2 separate regions of the Pan troglodytes genome follow, and region 1 is linked to region 2. The links are chromatin contacts, called in public Hi-C maps. All regions are on one chromosome and are shown on one strand. Each heading gives the region's core, a stretch centred on a gene start, on an enhancer-like site or on the middle of the called end of the contact. The rest is flanking DNA. Distances are from core to core; before and after follow the strand shown. Region 1 overlaps CAPZB (capping actin protein of muscle Z-line subunit beta). Region 2 overlaps CAPZB (capping actin protein of muscle Z-line subunit beta).

What was found. Hi-C and Micro-C count contacts between places; a contact is called where the count stands out from the background.
Region 1: a Hi-C map of blood shows a contact between it and region 2, with 4 times the contacts expected there. The contact joins two enhancer-like sites. A contact is called at or near these places in 2 of 7 Hi-C or Micro-C datasets (blood and stem cell-derived neural progenitor cells) and 1 of 1 datasets of contacts at active chromatin or transcription factors (stem cell-derived excitatory neurons).

What each region holds. Positions count from the first base shown.
Region 1 is chr1:211,807,174-211,811,970 of NHGRI_mPanTro3-v2.0_pri, reverse strand. All of the region lies in intron 2 of CAPZB (capping actin protein of muscle Z-line subunit beta), which reads right to left. Among named protein-coding and RNA genes, the nearest start is that of SLC66A1, 78 kb to the left of the region's middle. Within about 2 kb of position 3,295, at least 1 of the 24 cell types and tissues checked has an H3K27ac peak or open chromatin away from gene starts, as enhancers often do.
Region 2 is chr1:211,726,875-211,731,679 of NHGRI_mPanTro3-v2.0_pri, reverse strand. The region is part of intron 1 of CAPZB (capping actin protein of muscle Z-line subunit beta); the gene reads right to left. Among named protein-coding and RNA genes, the nearest start is that of CAPZB, 15 kb to the right of the region's middle. Within about 2 kb of position 1,484, at least 5 of the 24 cell types and tissues checked have an H3K27ac peak or open chromatin away from gene starts, as enhancers often do.

The DNA of each region.
Region 1 (4,797 bases), core at 2,046-4,545, 78 kb before region 2:
AGGGCAGAGCCTGGCACAGGGAAATGCACGTATGTTACTGCCTGACACGTTCAGGTTCCTTTCCCTTCCTTTAGACAATATCATCTGTCACCTGTTACTCTCAGATGGCAACAATAGCCTGGATCATACCTGAATTCACTGTGCTGCTTCAGACACAGGGTACAAACGCACCTGTGAGGATCTGGTGCTTCACCCCAGTTCCACCTGGAGCCAGCTGTTTCCCTTCTTCTGCCAGGCACACTGCTTGCAGCTAAGTCCCCTCAACGTAGGAAAGCTCACAAGAAAATAGGGTTTGGTATAAAAGAGGCTTGACTCTACTCCTATCCAAGAGATTCATCTATGAATCAAAAGCATCTGAGTAATTTCTTCCTAGCACTTAACACCAGGTGGAGTATTTTTTCATTGATCAGTTATCTGTATCCCTCACTAGAATGTAAGTTTTACTGGGGCAAGGACTTCGATCTTATTCACTGCAGGATTCTCAGTGCCTGTGGCTGTGCCTGACACACAGCAAATGCTTAATATATTTGGGAGGAAGGAAAGAAAGGAGGGAAAGAGGGAGGAAAGGAGTTTTACAACACGGAGCCTCCCAAACTCCAATCGACTTTACCTTAAAATTAATAAATTGGCAGGTAATAGGAATCTTTAGCAAAAGCACTTGTCCAGAACTAAATCTGAATGGGTGCTGATGACAAGTTTCCTGTGTGGTTCCAACCCAGCACTCTCAGATATGAACCATGGTATGGTGGGAAAGCACTGAACAAAGAGAACTAGAGCTGTCATGAAAGTGCTGGCATTTTTTATCAACATATGACCTCAAGGAGCCACAGCGTTGGTGGAAAGAGTGAGAACTAAGAGACCTGGGTTCTAGCCTCTGCTCTGCTGTGAGCTGGCCACGGAATCTTAGGCAAAGCCCAAGACTGTTCATTTGTCAAACACAGTAGATGAGCTGCACGGAGACAGACCACCCTTGAAGATCTGTGATGGGACTTCTGAAAGCCAGTATGCCAGGTACTAACCAACCCCAGAAAAACATACATTTAAACTGGAACTCAAAAACTGGCACTGCTTGTCCTACAGTGAAAAGCCTCTGGGACTTGATATGGCCAACTGACTCCACCCAAGCAGGCACGATTTTTGCCTTTTGGATCAACTCTCAAGCTGGGCCATAGTTTTGGCCATATTTCCATCAGCGCTGTTTCTTTTGATCAAAGATAATCTGCTCTGGAATAATAACATTTTCGTTGTCATGGGGAATGAGAAATGTGGAATAATACATAGTGTGCCCACAGACTTGGACCACAGCAGCTGCCCAAAGGTGCATTAGTCACGACCTGGCACCATCACTGATCCCGTCTCATACCCACGCCGTCCCTCCACCTCTGCCCAAAACTCCTCAAACAACCACCCGGTCCCATTCACCACTCCCTGAACATGCACGTGCATCCCCCACTTAAACATCTTCCCCATTGAGGGTTGCTGGATAAAATAGAGGGAGGCCAGTTCAATCTGAATTTCAGATACACAATGAATAACATTTTAGTATGAATACTTCCTAAAGGTTACATGGGTCATGTGTTTTTTTTTCTCAATGAGATGGAGTCCAGCTCTGTCACCCAGGCTGGAGTGCAGTGGCGCGATCTCGGCTCACTGCAAGCTCCGCCTCCCAGGTTCATGCCATTCTCCTGCCTCAGCCTCCCGAGTAGCTGGGATTACAGGTGTGCGCCACCACGCCCAGTTAATTTTTGTATTTTTAGTAAAGACGGGGTTTCACCACATTAGCCAGGATGGTCTCTATCTCCTGACCTCATGATCCACCCACCTCGGCCACCCAAAGTGCTAGGATTACAGGTGTGAGCCACTGCGCCTGGCCAGGCCATGTATTTTTATTTGCTAAATCTGACAGCCAATCCCCACTGCTCTCTTAAATCTTGCTGATCCTTCAGGGCCTGGCCCAAACTCCAACTTCTTTATCAAGATGTCAAATTCTTCAGAATTCCTGCAGTAACACTAATATCAACTGAATCCTAAATGCTTTGGGGATGGCTGTTCTAATACTGCCAATGGCTTTCACCTTACTCCTTCCTCACCACTTAGCATTTTTCATTGTGAATTGACTCCACACCTACAGAGGCCAAGACAGGCCCTTCAGCCTCAGCGCAGCATCACGCCCGCTGCAGCAGGGATCAGTCAATGCATGCTGATTCCATGTAAGTGGATATTAATCCTGTGGTCTGAGGTCATATTACAGAACCAGAATGAAAGCAGTGTATCTCTGTAATCTAACCAGTCCCTACACTCATCTGAACCCCGGCCCCCGCCCCCTACTCATGTCGAGTGCTTAGAGCAGTGGAAGAAATCACATTAAGTGTCACAGACCATGGGTTTGTACAGTGATTTAAATGAAACGACAGGTCCAAACAAAGCCGAGAGTTCACTTTGGGGTGTGTGTGGCACTGGCTCTGTCGCCTCCAAAGCCAGGGAGGGCCTCTGAGGAGGAGGAGCGGTGCTGACACGCGGCAGCCGGATGGTTTCTGTCTAAACCACCCATCTGAACTGCCTAACAGCCTTGGAGGGAACGTTCAGATAACACCAAAGGTGTCACACCAATCCAGGCTGTTGGGGGGATTTAAACATAATTCCCAGTGACTTGGAATAATAAACACTACACTGGTCAGGACAGTGCCTGCCGTCTTTCTGGTGGGAGTTCAGGGCTCCACCAGTTCCTCTGCTGCCACAGGAGTGTGCCCACCCCAGGGAGCAGGAGCCACAAGTCCTTCACCACCGATACTTTTGCCAGGCTCGGTGGTACCCAGGAGGCCACTGGAAAGACGGGTGGGGAGTGGGTAAAGTGAACTAGGGCAGGGAGAAGAAAAACCCCCAGAAGGTAGAAGGTAAGGGAGAGACTAGGATGCCATTGGCAACGGCCTCAGGTGACACCTGAATAATAATCCGTGGAAGGACCAGGTGATCGTAATAGCCCTGTCCTGCGTGGCAGGCACTATGCTAGCAGCTCTCCCTGCCCTTCCCTATGATCCTGACAATGGCTCTTCACACAGACACGCGCTCCAGTCCTTGTTTTAAAGAAGGGGAAACAGGGCCTTAGAGAAATAACTTGACCAGAGGCATGCAGCTACGGGCCAATGTCTGAGGAAGGACATGCAGATATATACAGCACAGCTAGGTTCAAAAAGAAACTGCTTTTGCCCAAACTGAACCCTTTTTTTTTTTTCTTAAATCATCCAACCCAACAGCTGATCACACGAAGAGATACAAATCAGAAGTTTCCGGCCACAAGTGAGGTTCGTGTTTGTGCCGCCATATGGTTCTACTTTGCCTCTTCCTCTTCTCCATTAGTTATTAATGTTGAAAAAAATTGTTCAACCAGAAAAAGAAACTTGAGATGAACCCTTAAAAAAAGCACAAAAGCCAGAGCAGCTCAGACCCACGGAGTCTAACCCACGGCGCCCTTGTCTTTAAGAAGTGCACCCTTGTACCTCGGTTTTTTTAAAAATGGCCAAATGAACACATTCCATCTTTTGATCTGCCTGTTGGCCAAGAGCCCACCACCAGTGAGATAGGAATCAAAAACAGATTCTGCGTACTCGGGTGCGCTCAGAGGAAACTGCCACGCCAGAATGCTGTAGCTGCCGACGTCCAGCAGAGGGCTCTGTGACAATTTGTTCCTTCTATTTTTCCAGAAAGCCCAAAACTTTCTTAAAAAGATAAAAGAGCATTTCACGTGGCACATACACTCGTGTCAGAAACAAAATATACAGTGTGGCATTCTGTAAAAACAGCAACCTCGAAACCGAACAGGTTCAAATCCTCGGTCAGTCACTTGCTGGCTGAGTGTAACCTTCCTAAGTCTCTGGAACTGGGGGTTACAACATCCATGTCAAGGAGAAATTCACACTGTTCCATAAACCCCGAATGCCCGCTCCAGGCCCGTGTCAGGTGCAAGGGCTCAGCACGGGAAGAGATGGACATGGGCGGCCCTGCTCTGACAGCAAAGTCCAGCCACAGAGGCATCCCCAAGAGGCAAGGGTAGGCCAGGCATGGTGGCTCACGCCTGTAACCAGCACTTTGGGAGGCTGAGGACGGTGGATCACTTGAGTTCAGGAATTCAAGACCAGCCTGGCCAATGTGGCAAAACCCCATCTCTACTAAAAATATACAAAAATTAGCCAGGTGTGGTGGTGCGCGCCTATAATCCCAGCTACTCAGGAGGCTGAGGCAGGAGAATCACTTGAATCTGGGAGACAGAGGTTGCAGTGAGCCAAGTCTGTGTCACTGCATTGTAGCCTGTGTGACACAGAGAGACTCTGTCTCAAGGTAAAAAAAAAAAAAAAAGAAAGAAAAAAAAAGAGGCAGGAAGCGAACCTGCAGGAGACGACAGAAGGGGGTTGCTGTGGGGGCAAGTCAGCAGTCTAGGAGGTGGCACAGAGATGACATGTGAATAATGACCAAGGAGCCGGGCCTCCAAGACTGCAGGGAAAAATAACAGGGGCATCCCAAGAAGAGGGAAGAGCTGACATGAGGCTCTGCTGCAGAGGCCACTGAGGCAAGTGCAAGAACAGAGAGGAGCAAAGCGCGGCTGGAGTGAGACCCAGTGAGGCAGCACGCAGCACCTCCTGGGTCACTCCAAGTGTGAGGGCAGGCCCTGGCACACTGCTTTTCTTAAGAATGAAAAAAAAAAAAAAAAAAAAAAAAAAGGCCCGCTGCAGTGGCTCGCTTGAGATCAAGAGTTCAAGACTAGCCTGGGCAACAGAGCAAGACTCCGTCCCTACTAAAATA
Region 2 (4,805 bases), core at 235-2,734:
ACTCCAAACTATGCATATAGACTAAGACGCTGAAACAATATATTGAAAGGTTAACAGTGCTGCTGGCAAGCTAAGATTATGAATTATTTTTGTTTCTTCCCTCTTTTCTATATTTTCAAACTTTTCCATAATAAACATACTGCTTTTATAACAAAACAAAAAACACAATAAACTTTTATTTAATGATACTATCAGGTTACAAAGGGCTCCCTCCTGATGGGGAGAGGGGTCCCTTGCCACTGGTGCTCACACTCAACCAAGCGCCATCCACTCCCCTCCACTAGCCTGTGGGCCTTTCACTAGCTCGGGGTCCCCAAGGCCTGGCACATAGGAGGCGCTCAGGGAATGATGATACACAGGGGTTGGGGGTGGAGTCGTGAAAAGGAAGTCAATGATAAACTCTGAGGTATCAGCTGTGCGGCAGGGTGGGGCGGAGCAGGGCAGGGCAGGGCAGGGCAGGAGAGTGTACTGAAATAGAAGAGGGTAAATCAGAGCCTCCTTCCACCCAGGACTTCCTTCTCAGCATGGCCCTGCCTCCCACCCAGCTGCTTTGAAAGCTCTCCCACCCCTCACTCTTCTGGCTCCTCTGAGTTTAAATTAGTCGTTTCCCCAGCACCCGCCATGCCCTCCTGGGCCACTGAGTCGGCACACGCCGTCTCTCTGCCTGCCATGTCTCTGGGCCCACCTCTCCTCCTCCTGGCAAATGAGCCCTCTCACCTCCACTTCAACAAAATCGGTCCCCTGGGACCCATGCCTTGAATCTCTCAGCGAGACGCCTCCTTCAATGCACGGCTGCGCTCAGACACAGCCCCGACAGCAATTATCTTCCATTCTACAAGTCCGTCCGTCTGTCTGACTGGCTCCCACCAATGGTCTCCGTATAGCGATGGCAAGTACCTTTTCATGCCCACCCCCAAGCTGGGCACACAATATTAATCAATGTCTCTTTGAATGAATGGACAAGGAGATGGGTATGAAGGCCAGCAGTAGTCAAAGGAAGCTTGGCGGTGAAGACGGGATAGAGCCAAGCCCTGCAAGGCAAGACAGAAAGACACAGGCAGGAGGGAACAGGCAGGGAAGGGGGAGCCACAAGCTGGTGGTGGCCAGAGGATTGTGGGTGCTCTACAGATGAACATCTTTTACAGCAGTAGATGACTATATGTATATAGTGTGTACTTTCTATATACAGCAATTGATATTGTTTTCCATTCATGGTAAGGACAAAGTTTCCTTCCTAAATAATTTAAGTTAAAAAGTGAGGAAACTTAAAGAAAAAATTAATAAATAACAGTTCTGGCATAGAGATTAATACGGCAAAAACCATGAGCTAACCTTAGAACACATTTTTGCAGGAAGGGAGTCCTCTCAACTTGGCCAGAACAGGGAGATTGAGGAAGTGAAGTGAAGCCTGCTAGGCAGGGAGGATGAGTCAGCTCAGAGGGCTCTGGGGACAGGCAGTGAGGCGGCGGCCACAGAGAGAGCATTTGTCAGAGCAAAGTGACTGGTTCAAGAAGGTGCAGAGAGAAAAAACACTCTACACTCGCCCTCCTGGGGACTTATCTCAAGGAAGAAAGATACTCAAAAGGAGGAAAAGAATACACACACACACACACACACACACACACACACACACACCCGCCCGCCCACTGCAAGCAACAGAGAGCACAGTAAAGGGCTTGCAAATTGTTCACTTCTGTAATGCCCACAAGCACCCAGGTCGGGGGGTATTCCACAGAACCACAAGCCCGGGACAGACGGACTACTGTGCTTCACTCAACACTAGCACATCTTCCAAACTACAACACCGTCTTCACATGTCACATGTTAATGGCTGCATTCCATTCCACTGTGGCTTGAGCACAAGAGTTTGAGACCAGACTGGGCAACATGGTGAAACCCCGTCTCTACAAAAAATGCAAAAATTGCTGGGTGCGGTAGAGCACATCTGCAGTCCCAGCTACTCAGGAGGCTGAGGCGAGAGGATTGCTTGAGCCCGGGAGGTGGAGGCTGCAGTGTGCTGTCATCACACCACTGCACTGTAGCCTGAGCAAAAACATGAGACGCTGTCGCCAGAAAATAAAAAATAAAAAAATAGTCCATTGCATAGATGTGCCACCATTTTTACCTACCGTTGGACAACCACTTTCTCCAGTGTCTTGTTAAGACGATTCCTGTCCCTATGTACCCCATAAACATGAGCTACAGATCAAAGGGACCTGGGCTTGAATCTGGACCTTTCCTTAGATTTCTTCTTGAACTCAGGCCATTGGCATTCTGACTGTTCGAGCCAATTGCCACGAAGCTCTCTCACAAGGTCCTATTTGGAAAATGTGGTCTTTCCATGCATCACTGAAGAAGGATATTCAAAGATGAGCTTTGAAACAGGCCTAAGTTTATGTGGCAGAAAAGACTCACACAAGAGTGTAGAATCTAGATTCTAGAGTGTTAGACATAGGACCTGATCCCAGTGCTCCAGTGGTTTACTGTGGGACCTTGGTCAAGCCCCAAACCCCTGTGAGCAGTAAAATTCCATGACACAGCAGAGGCTGAGGGCAAAGGCTTTTAAATTCAGAGCAGCTGGGTTCAAGACCTGACTCTGCCACTTATTAGCAATTTATATAAAGTCTAAATCTGTATCATTCTGAATTTACATAAAGGCCTAAATTCATAGGATCCCATGCTTAGAAGGATTCTGGGAAGGAAACGGAACGGTGCATGCAGAGGACCAGGTGAAGTGCCCAAGAACCAATGCCACCACCTGGCCTGCCTTCCTAGCTCTGAGGCCTGCTGAATGCTAAGGCTGAGGTGTGAGCTGCTTGTACAGTGGCCCCCCTTTATCCTCGGGGGATACCTTCCAAGACCCCCAGTGGATGCCTGAAACCTTGGATAGTACCAAACCCTATATATACTGTTTTTTCCTACACATGCATACCTATCATGTTTAATTCATAAACCAGGCACAGTTATTATCAATAACTGATAACATCGAACAATTCTAACAACATACCATAATAAAAGCTACGTGAATGTGGTATTCTTTTCAAAATACTGGACTGGGGTTGATGGCGGGTGACTGAAATTGCAGAAATCGAAACTATGGAAAAAGGGGGGATGATTATACTTGTTCCAAAACGAGGCCCATCACCTAAGGCTTGGAAATCACTCTTTCCCCATTTGTTTCCCTTTAGATTCTGACATGTAATGAAATTCAAGTGGGAATTTTATCAGTTAACCCAATGCCTCAAACTGACACTGGAGTAAGTAGTCAAGCCTCTTGAAGCACTCGGAGCACAGACCCCAAGGGTGCAGGGCTGAGGATCCCACACTCACAGTATTTACATGACCACATTCTGACAATTAGTCACATGATGGGAGGGCCCTTCGTTGGAACCATGGCAACCAGTTCTTGTCTGTTACGTCAAGAAATGCTTCCTCGGCTGGGCGCTGTGGCTCACACCTGTAATCCCAGCACTTTGGGAGGCCGAGGTGGGCAGATCACAAGGTCAGGAGATCAAGACCATCCTGGCTAACACGGTGAAACCCCATCTCTACTAAAAATACCAAAAAAAATTAGCCAGGCGTGGTGGCGGGTGCCTGTAGTCCCAGCTACTCGGGAGGCTGAGGCAGGAGAATGGCGTGAACCCAGGAGGCAGAGCTTGCAGTGAGCCGAAATCGCTCCACTGCACTCCAGCCTGGGAGACAAAGCGAGACTCCGTCTCAAAAAAAAAAAAAAAAAAAAAAAAAAGAAATGCTTCCTCAACAACCAATATGCATCTCACAGATAGTATGTAACCAAGATAAAAGTAGGATCCTTGAGGATATTCCCAGGATTCTCCTACGTGCTCTCCATCTGGAATACAGAAAGCTCAGAAACCATGGGCCATCAGCACACAGGGAAAACCAGTTCTGTGGCAGGCAAAAGGACAAGGGTATTCTAGTTAGAAGGTTGATAAACGCCTCCAGATAAAGTTATTAGAGGAAGGACAGATGAAATCAGTGTTTAAGAAAATGCGAGGCCTGTTTCCCAGGAATATTACCTAGTGCAAAGTAGGATGAAAAAGTAAAAGAGGTTGTCATGAACTGAGGACATGGAGACCCTACTCATCTCGAAGGCAGATGTTGCCATCTACAGCCTAGAGCTCTAAACCCTCTGAGGTTAGGGATCTCTTTCAACATCTCTGGGTGGCTCAAACCCTTGGGGCATGAACTAATAACCTGTCGGTTATGTAGGCAGGCAGCAGACTGTGGCCTCTGCTCGTCCCTGGCCGCAGGTGTAACACAGCCAGGGCAAGGAACCAGCTGGTCCTGAGTGTGAACACCAGCTTAGCCAATGACAGCTTTATCCTCATACTATGCTCTATTATTCCAGAGTCTGCCTGGATGTGTGCAGAGAAGAGGAGGAGAAAGGGAAGTGAGGGGCAGGACTATGCAGTACCCAAGGACTCAAAGGTGATTCCAGACCCTGACTACCGATTAGTAGTTACTATGTAGAGAATGAGGTTCCGTTTTAGATGAAGAGCTGCAACTATTGTGCTTTCATTCTTCCTGCATTTTTTTTTTTTTTTTTTTTTTTTTTGAGCTGGAGTCTTGCTGTCACCCAGGCTGGAGTGCAGTGGCACGATCTCGGCTCACTGCAAGCTCCGCCTCCTGGGTTCACGCCATTCTCCTGCCTCAGCCTCCCGAGTAGCTGGGACTACAGGCGCCCACCATCACGCCCGGCTAATTTTTTGTACTTTTAGTAGAGATGGGATTTCATCATGTTAGCCAGGATGGTCTTGATCTCCTGACCGCATGATCCGCCTGCC